3 separate regions of the Zea mays genome follow, and regions 1 and 3 are each linked to region 2. The links are chromatin contacts, called in public Hi-C maps. All regions are on one chromosome and are shown on one strand. Each heading gives the region's core, a stretch centred on a gene start, on an enhancer-like site or on the middle of the called end of the contact. The rest is flanking DNA. Distances are from core to core; before and after follow the strand shown. Region 1 holds the start of LOC100192938 (putative RING zinc finger domain superfamily protein). Region 2 holds the start of LOC100383075. Region 3 holds the start of LOC100280674 (cyclin-A2).

Evidence for each region. Hi-C and Micro-C count contacts between places; a contact is called where the count stands out from the background.
Region 1: a Hi-C map of leaf shows a contact between it and region 2, with 6 times the contacts expected there. The contact joins the promoter of LOC100192938 here to the promoter of LOC100383075 in region 2. A contact is called at or near these places in 5 of 25 Hi-C or Micro-C datasets (ear, leaf and tassel).
Region 3: a contact with region 2 is called in a Hi-C map of ear, with 4 times the contacts expected there. The contact joins the promoter of LOC100280674 here to the promoter of LOC100383075 in region 2. A contact is called at or near these places in 12 of 25 Hi-C or Micro-C datasets (ear, endosperm, leaf and 3 more).

Annotation. Positions count from the first base shown.
Region 1 is chr1:165,030,354-165,034,746 of Zm-B73-REFERENCE-NAM-5.0, reverse strand. LOC100192938 (putative RING zinc finger domain superfamily protein) reads left to right here and starts at 2,195. Exons shown (of 3, transcript NM_001138119.2): 1 at 2,195-2,412; 2 at 3,123-3,349; 3 at 3,460-4,082. The coding sequence starts at 2,269. The coding sequence ends at 3,826.
Region 2 is chr1:165,222,018-165,226,527 of Zm-B73-REFERENCE-NAM-5.0, reverse strand. LOC100383075 reads left to right here and starts at 3,011. Exons shown (of 4, transcript NM_001175746.1): 1 at 3,011-3,577. The coding sequence starts at 3,237.
Region 3 is chr1:165,415,229-165,419,333 of Zm-B73-REFERENCE-NAM-5.0, reverse strand. LOC100280674 (cyclin-A2) reads right to left here and starts at 1,874. Exons shown (of 7, transcript NM_001408116.1): 1 at 958-1,874; 2 at 624-856; 3 at 380-532; 4 at 205-262; 5 at 1-128. The coding sequence starts at 1,452.

The sequences.
Region 1 (4,393 bases), core at 946-3,445, 190 kb after region 2:
GAGTCATTCTCCTTGGGTGTCGGCCTCCGTGTGCGAAGAAGGCGAACCGCCACGCGAGGAGCGAACCGCCACGCCTCTTCATCCCCGCCGAAAACCAACAGCACAGTCTCTGACACGGGGGCCCGGGCCCACGAGTCATCCTCCTTGGGCGCCGGCCCCTGGGTGCAGAGAAGTCGAATCGCTGCTCGCGCCCATACTGCGCCCCCTCAGGGCCGCCGCAAAGGACAAAAAAGGTGAACTTTCAAAACCAATGCAGTGGCATCGAGGCACCCCGCGCGTGGCTCAGCAAAACCATCAAGTGCGGAGACCACGGGTCAGTCAGCCGCGGGGATAGGCGTGACAGTTGGCGTGACCAGAGGCGAGCTGGCAGTTATTGTGTCAGCAAGCGCACAGAAGCAGCGTGCCAATCGCCAATCAAGCTTTGGCCCCACCTGCAGGCTCGTTTCCTCCCCTAAGGCGGGCCCGGGGGCCACTGTCGGTACCCTGAATCAGGGGTACCCCTTACTACAGTGTGAAAGCGCGGAGTCCATGCGGCTGCCTCTAGCCATGTGGCAAACAGCGGCTGACCCCGCCACATGGGCGGCACTGGGGCCGCCACGTGGCCGGAGGAGACAATATACTCCATGGTGTCAACAGTGGGTCCGGCCCCCCACGGGAAAGTGTCGGACCCCTGGATACACAGCCCGAACCTCCGGGCAGGATCCAGGACCTCCGCGAGTATAAACTGGACCCCCGAGACGGGAACCGGACCTCCCTGTGTGGGGCCCAAGTCGCTCACAACAAGCTCCCGGGATTCTAGGAGGAGTACCCGGACCTTAATCAAGGCCAGGCGGGGGTCCGGAGCCGACACGTTTCCGAACCATATTGCGTACGTCTCTGCTCCCCGCTCAGGCGGAGACCCGATGCTGCCACGTGGCCAGCTGCCTGTGACGTAAGCCAACGGGCGGAGCCGGACGTAAGGCCTCTGGGCCGCGCGCATTTATTGCGGGTGAGGCGTGTCGCCTGTCAAACTGGCAGGTGATGTGCCGCCTCAACATTAAATGCACCCTGTCTACTCCACTGACAAGCGATGTGCCGCCTCAGCATTAAATGTGCCCTGTCCACTCTGCTGGCAGGCGACGACCAGACCGTCCCGCAGGCGGCGTGCCTGTCAATTTCGTTGGCAGGCAGTACGCCCGTATTGCGAGGTGCACTGTGCTCATCATCACTCGTACGTTGCTAGGGAAACTTCCGCTGCACGCCAATGCTACGTAGACCGCAGATATCAGGGCACAAGAAGATTGCACTGGCGACCAGCATTAGTTGCTTCAAGTGTTACATCTGTTATGTCCCTGGGCCCGCATGTCGGGGCTCAGCACCCTTGTACATGCCCCCCTTTAGCTATAAAAGGGGAGGCACGCAACGTTACAAGACTCAGACACACTTAGATCCATCTCAGGCTCACAAGTTCATACAAGCTCCCGAGCTCAATACATCACACAGTGGAGTAGGGTATTATGCTCCGGCGGCCCGAACCACTCTAAACTGTTGTGTGTTCTTATGATTCGTTCATCGCTTAGCAGACAAGCAAAACGCTTAGGTCCCTCCTCATCTTAGGATTTAGGGCGGGTGCATTCCGCCACCCGGCCGAAGATTTCCTCTTCGACATATACTATTGTACTCCCTCCGCTCTAAACTAGAAGTCGTTTTAGCTCTAAATTTTTATGTCTCCATTTGTATGGGTGATAAGGGATATAGACAAATATACTAAAACGGTAAAAAAGGATTTTAATTTTGGAGGGAGAGAGCGAGTACGATGCGGAGAGTGTGTGTTTTTCAAGCAAAAGCACCGATGGAGTAAAAGCGCAAAAAGAGGAGGGTAGCATTAACTCCTGAAGTAACCGTCAGCTTAATAAGCCTAACTGTAACTGATGACGTTGCTCTTGCCAGTTCCATTTGCATAATATGTGCTGGACGCCCTGGATTTGCCTTTCTCCCGTCCACCTCCACGCGTCTACAGTTCTCCCGTCTGACCTCGCACTTGCAGCGCACGGAAAGAAAACAGACACGAAATATCTGTCGCTTTCTACGAACAAGATTAGCGACAAGATTGACCCCCTGAATAACCCCCATCGCGAAGGAGTACACCAAGAAAGGCAATTCAGCACTGACCGACGACGCCACTATATGAGCTGAGAGCTGAGAGAAAGAAAGCAGCTGGGGTGGAGCTGTAACAGTTCGCCACGGCTAGGCTCCTCTCCCCTCTCAGCTCTCAGCTGCCCCTCCTGCATGCCGATCGCCTCCAAGCTCGTCTACTTCCAGCGCCGCCCCGCGCCGGCGCCGCCTGACGACCCGGGTCCCGAGCCTCCCGACCCCCGCCGCCCCCGCCGCCGCCGCCGCAGCGGCTCCCTCTCCTCCTCTCACCAGAAGCCGGTGAGTACTGACCGAGTACCCAACAACACGCTGCCGTTCCGTTCCCTCTCACCTCCTGCCGTTTTGTTTGCTTACATAAATAAATAAGTAAATTAAAGCCGCGGCCTTTTGCGTTTTCCCCGAGTGAAGAAACCGGAGGGTTTTCTTCTTGATTCCAAAACTCCGGTCTTCCAGCAGACTGCAGATCGTATCCGTAACGGAGAAAAAAGGTTGGTGTTTTCTTGGTGGAGCAGAGCTGCCGATGGATGCAGATGTCTAGTGTACTGTACTGTACACCCTTATGGTTGAGGAGTCCATCAGTAATTCGGTTTCGATGAAGGCCTAGGCCTAGCCTCCTCGTTCTTCAGGAGCATCGAGGAGTCCACCAGCGTCCTGGAATATTCGGCACCGCTTGAATGAGAAGTTAGCTCATAGTCCATCTCGAACTAGGCAGAGTATTATTGTAGCGAACCTAGCAGGCAAAAAAAAAAAACAGAGGATATCCTAAGTTAGAAAGCATGGATGAATCCCTGGCATGGATGATTGCAGCCTCTCAAAATATTAGTCAAAAGAAAAGAGAGTGTAAAAACGATGTGGGCTTGTACAATTGGTATAAACTTGAATGGGCAAATTTGTGTTATCATGTGTGTGTGTTGATGTGTTCCCTTCAATTCATCTACATTTGCGAACAAAGCTTGGCAGTAGTTTAGCTACTGAATCTAGCTGCACAGGAGCATGATGTTCCAGGGCACCAAAGGGATCACGCTGCTGCAGCCAAGCCTCCGGGGCCAGTCGGAAAGGCAGCAGGGCTTCTTCACACGGCCTCCAGCGCAGGGCTTCACCACCGCAGCACGTCGGGGTCGGACCACGGCCGGCTTCCCGACGCCGTGCAGCAGGCCAGGGAACGGCTCCTTCAGAGGCTCGGCAGCGTGGACCTGGTCCTGGCGGCGGGACGAAGGTCCTCGTGCGTTAACCAAACTCTTATTAGCTGCACGTAATTAAATCTGGCAACACGCTCATCAATCTACATCTACGCTTGCTGTGTGTGCTCTCGTCCGTTGCTTGCAGGCACAAGACATGGCCGCTGCAGACACTCTGGGCTGGAGCTGGAGGACTCGCTCGCCCCGTCGTTGACGCCTCTTCGGGCGGCGGTCAAACCAGCTGCTTCCAGTTCCAGTTCCAGCCCGGTGAACGTGAACCCATCCCTGTGTTCCCCAAACCGGCGGCCTCCGCGGTACAGGAAGCAGAAGACGGGCGAGCCGCGCCCGCGGACGCAGCTTCTGACTGCTCCATATGCCTGGAGAGGTGCGGCGCCGGCGGCGGGCTCACGCAGCTGCGCTGCGGGCACGTCTTCCACTCCGCCTGCCTGCAGCGCTGGCTGCGGTCCCGCGCCGACTGCCCCTACTGCCGGGCCACCGTGCGAGCTCGCTCCTAACAGCAGGAAGGAAGGAAGGATGGATGAATGAATGGAAAGTGTGGAACTGGATGACGATGGTTTTATTAACCGTGTGTCGCTGCTCACCTCTTGTTGTAACCACTCCACTAGTATGGGTTTTTTTTCTTTTCTTCTTCCTTTGCCCGTTGAGGTAGACTGGTAGTACTGAGCTTTGCGGCTTCAGCGATTCAGTGTGATATATGTGTGTATGTTGTGTCTAATCTAATGTACGCAGGAAAATTAGATCTGTATCGTTAAAAAGATCTCAACTTTAGAAGAAGATAGATAACACTGAAAGAGTCAGCTTTCTGTGAACTAGATATTTAATTTTGCAAACAGAAGTTGAGTGTTAGGGGGTGTTTGGTTACACCCCGCTAAAATTTAGCCCCTGTCCCATCGAATGTTTGAACCTCCGTTCCGGTTATTAAATGTAGTCGGATTATAAAACTAATTTGTCAGCCGAAAATTAAAAGACGAGACGAATCTAGTCCATTTGGTTGGGTCTATATTTCATACTCCTATTTAAAAGTCAAACGTTTGATGTGACCCGGGCTAAACTTTAGCAGG
Region 2 (4,510 bases), core at 1,762-4,261:
TGAGCGAGCGAGCGTGCGCGCGGACGCGAGGCGGACTGACCGGTCGGGCCCAGCTGCAGAATGAGAGTGGGGTCGGATCCGAGCGGCCAGATCGCCATTGGACGACTGGGATCATATCGGGTTTAATTGAAGCCAGGCCATCAAATCCCCGATAGACGCCTGATATCTGATGGCGAGCGAGGGCGGGGTTGCTGGGCTGCCCGTGGCAGCGCCACCCGATTTCGTGGCGGATGTTCGTCGGAGGCGAGGGCTCTACCACTGTGAGGGTCTAGGGTGCTGGGAAAAGGCTCAGGCAAGCTCAGGGTGACACGACGGAGTCAGCCGTGGGCACGACACTGGCGCGGAGGCACCAGAGGGCACGGTCCGCGGCGGAGCAGCCCGACGGCGACGCAGCTCTACTCCTGCGAGCGATTGCGCGGACAACAGGGCAGTAAATGGGAAATTAAGGGCATGGGTGGGTTGGTTACCTCGAGAGACGGCTCTGGAGCGCTTGAGCAACGACGAGGACACAACGAGGGTCCTGGTCGACGGCAGTGGAGACTCGGCTGCACGACGAGAAGTCCGGTGAGTGCGAACCGAGGGAAATATAGGGGCTGGGGGAAAACCAGAGGGTGTCTCGTGTTGCTAGAGAGGAGGCGGAGCTCACCGGGGCAAAGGACGCGACATGAGCTCGAAATCGGCCACAGAACGGATGGCGGACTACAGAAGTGCTCCATGGGTATGCGCGCGGTGCGAGAGAGAGGTGTGAGGGGGTCTGCTGCGGGGCGCAACTGAGTGGGCTCAAAAAGGAGGTCGGGCGCGTGGGTGAGTGGTCGAGAAACGCGCGACGTGGGCGCGTCCACGGCGGAGTGCGCGGGCGGGACGTTAGGGAAGTGGAGGAGGCTGATAGGTGGGGTCCACGAGCCAGCAAGGGCGCGTACGCGAACGGGCGGTCAGCGGTGATAGAGCGGACCCACCGGGCAGAGAGAGAGATAGATAGAGAGAGAGAGCGGGCGCGCGCGCGAAGAAACCGGCGCCGACAAGCCAGCCCCACCGGGCAGCGGGAGGGAGAGAGGGAGGGAGCGCGAACGTGGGCCGTCGCTGACAGATGGGACCCACCTGTCAAGCGGAGCGGGCGCGCGTGTGCGGCCTATCTGGACTAGGTTGGGCTTAATTGACGAAATTCGTTTTTCTTTTTCCTGGGATTTTCTAAATGATTTTCTTTTTTATTTTCTCTATGGATTTCAAATCAAATTCAAACCAAATTTAAATTCAAACAATTTCAAACATGTGCATCAAAACAAAAGAATAAGTTGGCTTAGCATGATGCAACATTTTATGACTCACATTGGTTTTGATATAATAAATAAATAGTTAATTGCTCACCTAGTGACTTAATTCTAATAAAAAAGAGAGAAAAGAAATCTAGAGAGAGAGAAAAAAAGAGAGAAAAGAAATCTAGAGAGAGAGAAACAAGAGGTAACACCTGAATTTGGTAGGCATTAGAGAAGAAATTTTTATACCACCAAATTTAGGGTGTTACAGATGGTCCAACCTGTCTTACCTGTTGGCATGTTCATGAGTAGGTGAGCGAGGTCGCTTTGGTGACCGGTCACTTGGACCGACCTTTTTTCACATATTTAGATAATAATTGATCAAAGGTTGGGCCAGATTTGACCAGTCGACCAGCTGCCTTTTCCCATTATCGAACGACCTTGTTGTTCCTGTCCACTTTGAATTTGGCCTGGAACTTTGCTTTTGCTTCCTTGACCAGCTACTCCTGGTGCTCCTCGAACTCCAGTTGTTTTTCGGCCGGCAAGGTTTCCCAAGTCGACTCGATGATGTTGCTGGGGGGACATCAGAGCTATCTTTTGAACCGGTCATTGAGGGCCGATATGACGCAACTTCCCCAGCAGAGTCGCCAAAAAGTATGTTGACGCCGATCCGGACGCCAATCACTGCGATGAGTACCGGCGATGGTGCTCTCTGTGGAAGAGCGGACGGTTCGTGACCGAGGGCCGGATGGTCCGCGACCTGGCGCCGAGGCAAGGGTTCCTGCTTGACGAGCCGGACAGTCTGCGCGTGCGCAGGGACGACAGAGTTCACCGAACAACACCTGGATCTCGCTTCCGAGAGGGACCTGTCGGGGAGGAGAGATCCTAGGTTTGTCTTGTGATTGGCAGGCCACCTAAGACGCCTCTAAACGACGTAGAGCCAGAGAGAGGTGAAGACTATAGAGAGGGATATAAGTTACTGTCTACTACTAGGGTAAAATGTAAAAAACTAGAGGTATATTGATTGATTGATCGATTGTTGGTCCTTCAATCGGTCATACCCCTTCAAATATATAAGGGGAAGCGTTCTTCAATAGCTCCTGCGATTAGAGGGCCAAACACGCGAGAAGATAGGAGTCTTAACCGCTGATTCGATCTATTCGCGGACCGTTCGCGCCTATAGGGCGGACCATCAGCGAGCCGAATCGTCCGGGCCTCAGGACCGGACCGTCCAAACATACTCGATATCATAAATATTGCTCAACAGTAATATTTAAAAGTAAATTTATAATAAAATATATTTAAATATCTATTTAATAGTATTAATTAGATATTACAGGTATCATTATATAAAAAAGATTAAATATATTTAAATTCTGGTAAACGAGAACGGCAAATAGTGATGTCTATAATGTCAAATAATATTTTGCATGTACAAACATACAAACCATTTTTTTATATTAATGATGTTCTTTACATAGTTAATTTAAAATAAAGGATGAGATATACGGTAGCACAGGAAGTCTGCTGGAGAGTCCCGAGAAGGGACAAAGGCATTATCACTTGAAGAGCAGGTCCAAAAGCAAAGCATCCGAAACGGCTGAACCGAGGCGGGCACGTGCCAACCACGTGCCTTACCCGCCCCGCCCGCGTCGTCCAGGTCCAAGGTCCAACTCGCGACGCATCTCGATGGCCGCCACCGACGACGGTGCCGTGGACTCCGCCTCCGCCGCGGCCGCGGCCAGGGCCGTCGAGGAGGCGCGCGCGCTGCTCCCCGCCCCGGCGCCGGACTACGACGACGAGGATCTCGAGGAGCGCGCGTACGAGGCGGCTGAGAAGGTCATCGTGTCCATCTCGGGCGGGCCGGACCCGGAGGACGTCGACGGCGATGGCGACGGCGCGGAGCTCTGCTCGTCCTCGGGGTCGTCACCGCCGCCCTTCTCGTGGCGGAAGCTCTGGCTCTTCACGGGCCCCGGGTTCCTCATGAGCATCGCGTTCCTGGACCCGGGCAACCTCGAGGGCGACCTCCAGGCGGGCGCCGTCGCCGGGGACACGCTGCTGTGGCTGCTCATGTGGGCCACCGCCATGGGCCTCCTCGTGCAGCTCCTCGCCGCGCGCCTCGGCGTCGCCACAGGCCGTCACCTCGCCGAGCTCTGCCGCGACGAGTACCCTGACTGGGCGCGCCGCGCGCTCTGGCTCATGGCCGAGGTCGCCATGGTCGGCGCGGACATCCAGGAGGTCATCGGCAGCGCCATCGCCATCAAGATCCTCAGCCGCGGGTACCTGCCGCTCTGGGCCGGCGTCGTCATCACCGCCTTGGATTGGTCAGTTCTCAGTTTTTGTTTCTTCCTTGATCTGTTCTTCCATCTTCCAGTTCTTCATGCCAATTGGTACTGGATCACACGATAGTTTCAAAATCGTTTTCTTTTGGGGAAAACATACCATCGCTTTCTCTTTGATCGGCATTGGGGAATTCGTTTAATCCTTGCTAGAGTAGTCTAAATTAGATCTCAGTTGCTTAGAAATGTGTGAGGATAATTGTTTTCCGCCCTTCTCAACTTCGAGGAACGTTTCATTTTTTGTGTGGTGAGGTTGTACTTTAGTTGTCTCAGTTACCAATCACCATTGATGTTGCACTTGCAGCCCTTGATCCACATCCACTTCGAATTTATTGTGTGCTATGGTATACTAGGAAGTTTGGAGACACTTACCTGCTTTGACAGTGGGCATAAAAAATGATTTCACCACTGGTTGTAACCTTCACGTTTCATTTTTTGACTTTTGGACCAGAAAAAGAGTGCCAAAAATTCACGTGGCGTTGCTTTAGGTTATTGGTGGTCAAATTTTCATTTTTATATGCAAATATGCCGTATGCTTCACCCCCTTAATTTGTTCTATATAAGACCCTAAACCACCGGTTAGTTTTTGTTAACAAGCTGTGTCAAATATTCTTTTCCAAGCAAAAGAGTATATTTTGAGAGTTCCCAACGACTGGTACTCAATTATGTGAATGTTTTCTATCAATTCACTTTGGCTTCCCATGTTGGGTTCCGCTCTCCAAATAATTGGTGCTCCTTTCTCTTAATTTTTTTTTGGTCTTATAGCCAACTGTTTTTTGTTGTTGTTGTTTGTCCTAAAGGTGTGTATGATTATGTTAATTAGTGTGTTGTGCTCCCTTTTCTCCAATGGAGCGATGCTGCTGATGGTTAGAAATCAGATGCTATTTAACAGCAGCTATTAGAATACTACATGAATGT
Region 3 (4,105 bases), core at 625-3,124, 190 kb before region 2:
ATGGTCAGCCTAGCAACGAACATAACTGAAGCAGCAACTACTGATGGCAAGAATCGGAGACAGCCATAATCCAGTAGACTCAACTCAGCCAGGTAGCTCCCCAAGAATTCCATTAACAAGATGGAGCGCTGCAACAGGGATGCAAAAAAAAACATCAGACATCAATGCACGTTGAAAGAAGAGAGAACAGTTAGAATTGGATACCATAAATAAGAATGGGTTAGCAACCTTCTTGTCTTCATGGGCAGATCTTGTGAACCGCCTGAAATCAGCAAAACAAAAGAGATATGTGGTAGCAGATAACCCATTAGCCAACACTGTCAAATGGAAATAAGCAATTACATGAAATTATGAACTTGTGGGTCAGTGAGCGTGCCACCTCAGGAAGGTCTTAATGGTAGGATTGCCCAACTCGAACTTGAGAAGCTTGAGTATATCGCTCTCCATCTTGAGGAGCTCCTCTTTGGTGTAGGTGTTGTCTGTGATGTAGCAAAAGTCCTCCGGGTGCGGCGGGCTGATCTCCTCATACTTCCTGTGAGCGCCGGACCCAAATCAATCCCCAATTGTGCAATGCCCTAGAATTAGAAGCAAATGACACAATGCGGATGGCAAGTGGCACTTACGCAGCAATGAGCATGGAGGCGACGCCAAGGAGCTGCAGCTTGTCGCGGCCGAGCGCATTGACGGAGAGGAAGCGATCCACATAGGAGATGGCGAGGTACAGGGTGTCGGCGACGAGCTTATACTCCTCGGCGACCTCGACCAGCCAGTCGACGAGGATGCCGCGCATGTGCGCCGTAACGTCCGCCTGCACCGCCTCGATGTAATCGGGTCTGGACCGCCGCTGCGGCTCCACCTGCACCCGCAGCCCCAAATCCGTAGCAAGCCAGCGTCAGATCGGCGCAGATGTCGAATCCGCGGAGATGCCAGGGGTTGGAGAAGAACGGAGCTGAGTACCTCCAGGGAGCGGAGGTAGGTGTAGATGTCGGAGGCGTAGGACCCGCAGAGCTGGGGGTCGGCGGGCGCCCCGGCGGCGGCGGCGCGCGGCGGCGAGGAGGAAGCGCAGGAGTCGGCGTAGGCGGTGGCGCGCGGCGCGGGGTTGGAGACGGAGTTAGACTCGGCGTCGGCGTCGGCGGTGCGCGGCGGGGAGGACGCGCAGCGCTCGGCCTCGTGGGCGGAGGAGGGCCCGCGGGCCTCCGGCGCAACATTCCTCGCGTGCCTCCCGGGCCTGGACGCAGGCTTCGAGGGCTTGACGGGGCAGGACGGCGCGCGGAGGCCGGCGTTGTTGGCGAGCGCCGGGAGCTCCCCGAGCGCCACCCGCCGCCGCTTGGCGTCGCCCGGACCCTCCGCCGCCGCCGCCGCCGCCGCAGCTCGCTTGGCCGCGGCCCGCGTGAGCCGGGGCGCCGCCGCGCCCCGGGCCCCCAAGGGAGGTGCGTTCTCCTTGTCCCCCATCGTCGGCCTCGTCAGCTGCGGGAGAGGGGGAAGCGGAAGCGGAGGCGCGGGGTCCTAGGGTTTCGGCTCAGGTCTATCTAGGCTGGACGGGGAAATGGGGAGCAAATCGAGGCGGTTAAGTAGCGTTGCAGCGGAGGAGAGATGGTGCGCGGTGCGGAGGAGATAGGCCGCCAAAACGCGATTTCAAAATGAGGAGAAGGAGGGGGAAGCGGCGGTTCTCGCTCGGGTCTCCGGCGGGAGAGGCGCCTCTGCCCCCGCTCTGGCTTGATGCGAAATGCGGAGGCGCGGTGGTACGGCGGAGGGCGGAGGGGACCAGTTTTTTTTTCTTTTCCTTCGCGGCCCCTGGGATTAAAATTTTGTGTGTGGTGGGGGGGGGGGGGGGGGGGGGGGGAGGGGACCGAGAGCATCTGACAGCCCTGACGGTGGTCTGTCAATGTGTGCCAGTGTGTGATTAGGCGGGACGGCTAGCGAAAAAATATTTCCGAAAATCCGAGGCGCGGGCCACCACAATGTCCTGCCACTTTGGCCTTTTGGGAGCCCACGTGGCCCAGCGGGCGGTAGGAGCCCGTACGCCTCGCCCGGTCGCCGGCGCACGAGCAGTCCGGCCGAGCACGAACAGGAGCAGAGCAGCTGGCGGAAAAAAATTTGGTGCAGCACTGCTGCAAATCAGAGTGTTTGCAGCTTCTCACAAAAAAGAGGATAGACCCCACCCGCAGCAACAAAAATGTTATCTGGTGGATCTGCAGGTGGGGTCCATCCACCTTTTTGTGAGAGGCTGCAAACCACTCTGGTTTGCAGCAGTGCTGCACCAAATTTTTTTCCCAGCTGGCAACGTTCCCCGTGGGCTCGAGGCTACCTGGCCACCAGCCTGGGCCCTAGCGCCTCCCTGACGAGAGGACCAGTGCTTCGGCCTCGTAATTCTTCATCTATCTAAGATACTTTAGTTGTCTGATCAAGATAGATGTAACAGCAACAATCCAATTAACCTTTAACCCATATTTCTTTTTTCATATTTATTTTTTCCCCAAACACAATAGTAAACTTGTGTAGACACAATTCTCGCTCTCATAAACAGCGTTACACACTCTCGCTGTGCCTCCACAGCACATACTCAATTATTACGTCATAACTCAAACAAATCTCCTTCTTGCATAGCAATTTTCCTACATTTTTTTCATGCCATAAAAATATCCTTAACTACATGCAGGTCATAAGTAAGTCATAAAAGGATCTTCAAAGTTCAATGCTCAAAGTTACATGATCAAACATCAAGCTCGCCGACCACTCCGATGGCTCGGGGCTAGACCACTACCTGCCCCATCGAGTCACTACTTTGACAGCTCGGGGGCTGGGCTGCTGCCCGCCTCACCGGCCTTGCCGAGTCACTACTTTGACAGCTTGGGGCCTAGGCTGTTGCCCGCCTCATCGAGTCACTACTTCGATAGCTCGGGGGCTAGGTTGCTGCCCACCTCGTCGAGTCACTATTTCGATAATTCGGGAGCTAGGTCTTCACCCGCCTCGCCAAGTGATGCGAAGACATCGTTGCTCGGTGGGGATCTCCATCGTGCCCTCATACCCTCACGCCGATAGCTCTACCTATCCTCTTTCTCGCTTGTGCCCTTGCGCTAGACCAACCCCCACATCCCTAGTGAGATAAGGGGATGAGGATAGTGGAGAGGCTTGTAGATTGGAAGCTTGACTGCAGAATCTAGAGAGAGGAGACTAGCTGGTCGAGAGCAGGATAGAGAGGACATATATAAAATATGGAGAGAGAAGAACAAGTGAGAGAGATATGAGCATGTGTTCAAAATAAACTTCGGATCCGGTAATGAGGGAATCATAACGGGTTGGCAATAGAACCCAATGGTGATACATAGTATAGTGGTAGGTTGTATTCTAGCTAGTAGGGATAAATAGTTCTAAAATCTGACAACGATGTCCTTTTTATTTATAAAGCGACGGTGATATATCTTTCACTATTTAGTCTTAAACTATCTATGAGTGCTGAGCCGATTAGGACAATAGTTTCCCAATAGTACGTGCATAAACTCTATTCATAAGCGAGGACAACATGTTCTTACTCCTTTTGTCACAAACCTTTAAGCCACTTTGAACTTTCTTACAAAGTTAAAGAATCTCGGGTTTGGCTAAATGAATATAATAAAATAAGATATTTATGATACAGTTTTGTTTAGGATCGTTTCAGCTTCATAAAATCTAGTAAAATTGATGAAGGAGATAATTAGGAGCTTTAGATTACCGTGAAGCTGAAGTCGTAAACTTGTAGATGACATTTACAAAAACTATTTTGTTTCTTATTTATATTAAAAATATTTTTTAAAACATATTTAAATTTATATTATGCACCACAATTTCACGCTGAAGCTCGAACCTAAAGTAGTGGCAAACAACCCCTAATAACTGTTTGATTTTGGTTGATGCATGCAACCAATATTGAAGCAACACGAGATAGCATCACCGTCACGTTAACGAACAGTAGACAACGGCAGCTTGTCAGGAAGCCACTAAAGACGATGTGAACTGTTGCAGATAAGCTAGCATCGTATCGCCAGGACGACATATATGGAGGAGATCTTATTGGCACGCCAGTAAAATAAAGTGAAACGGATGCATGCATGTGCAGATATGTACT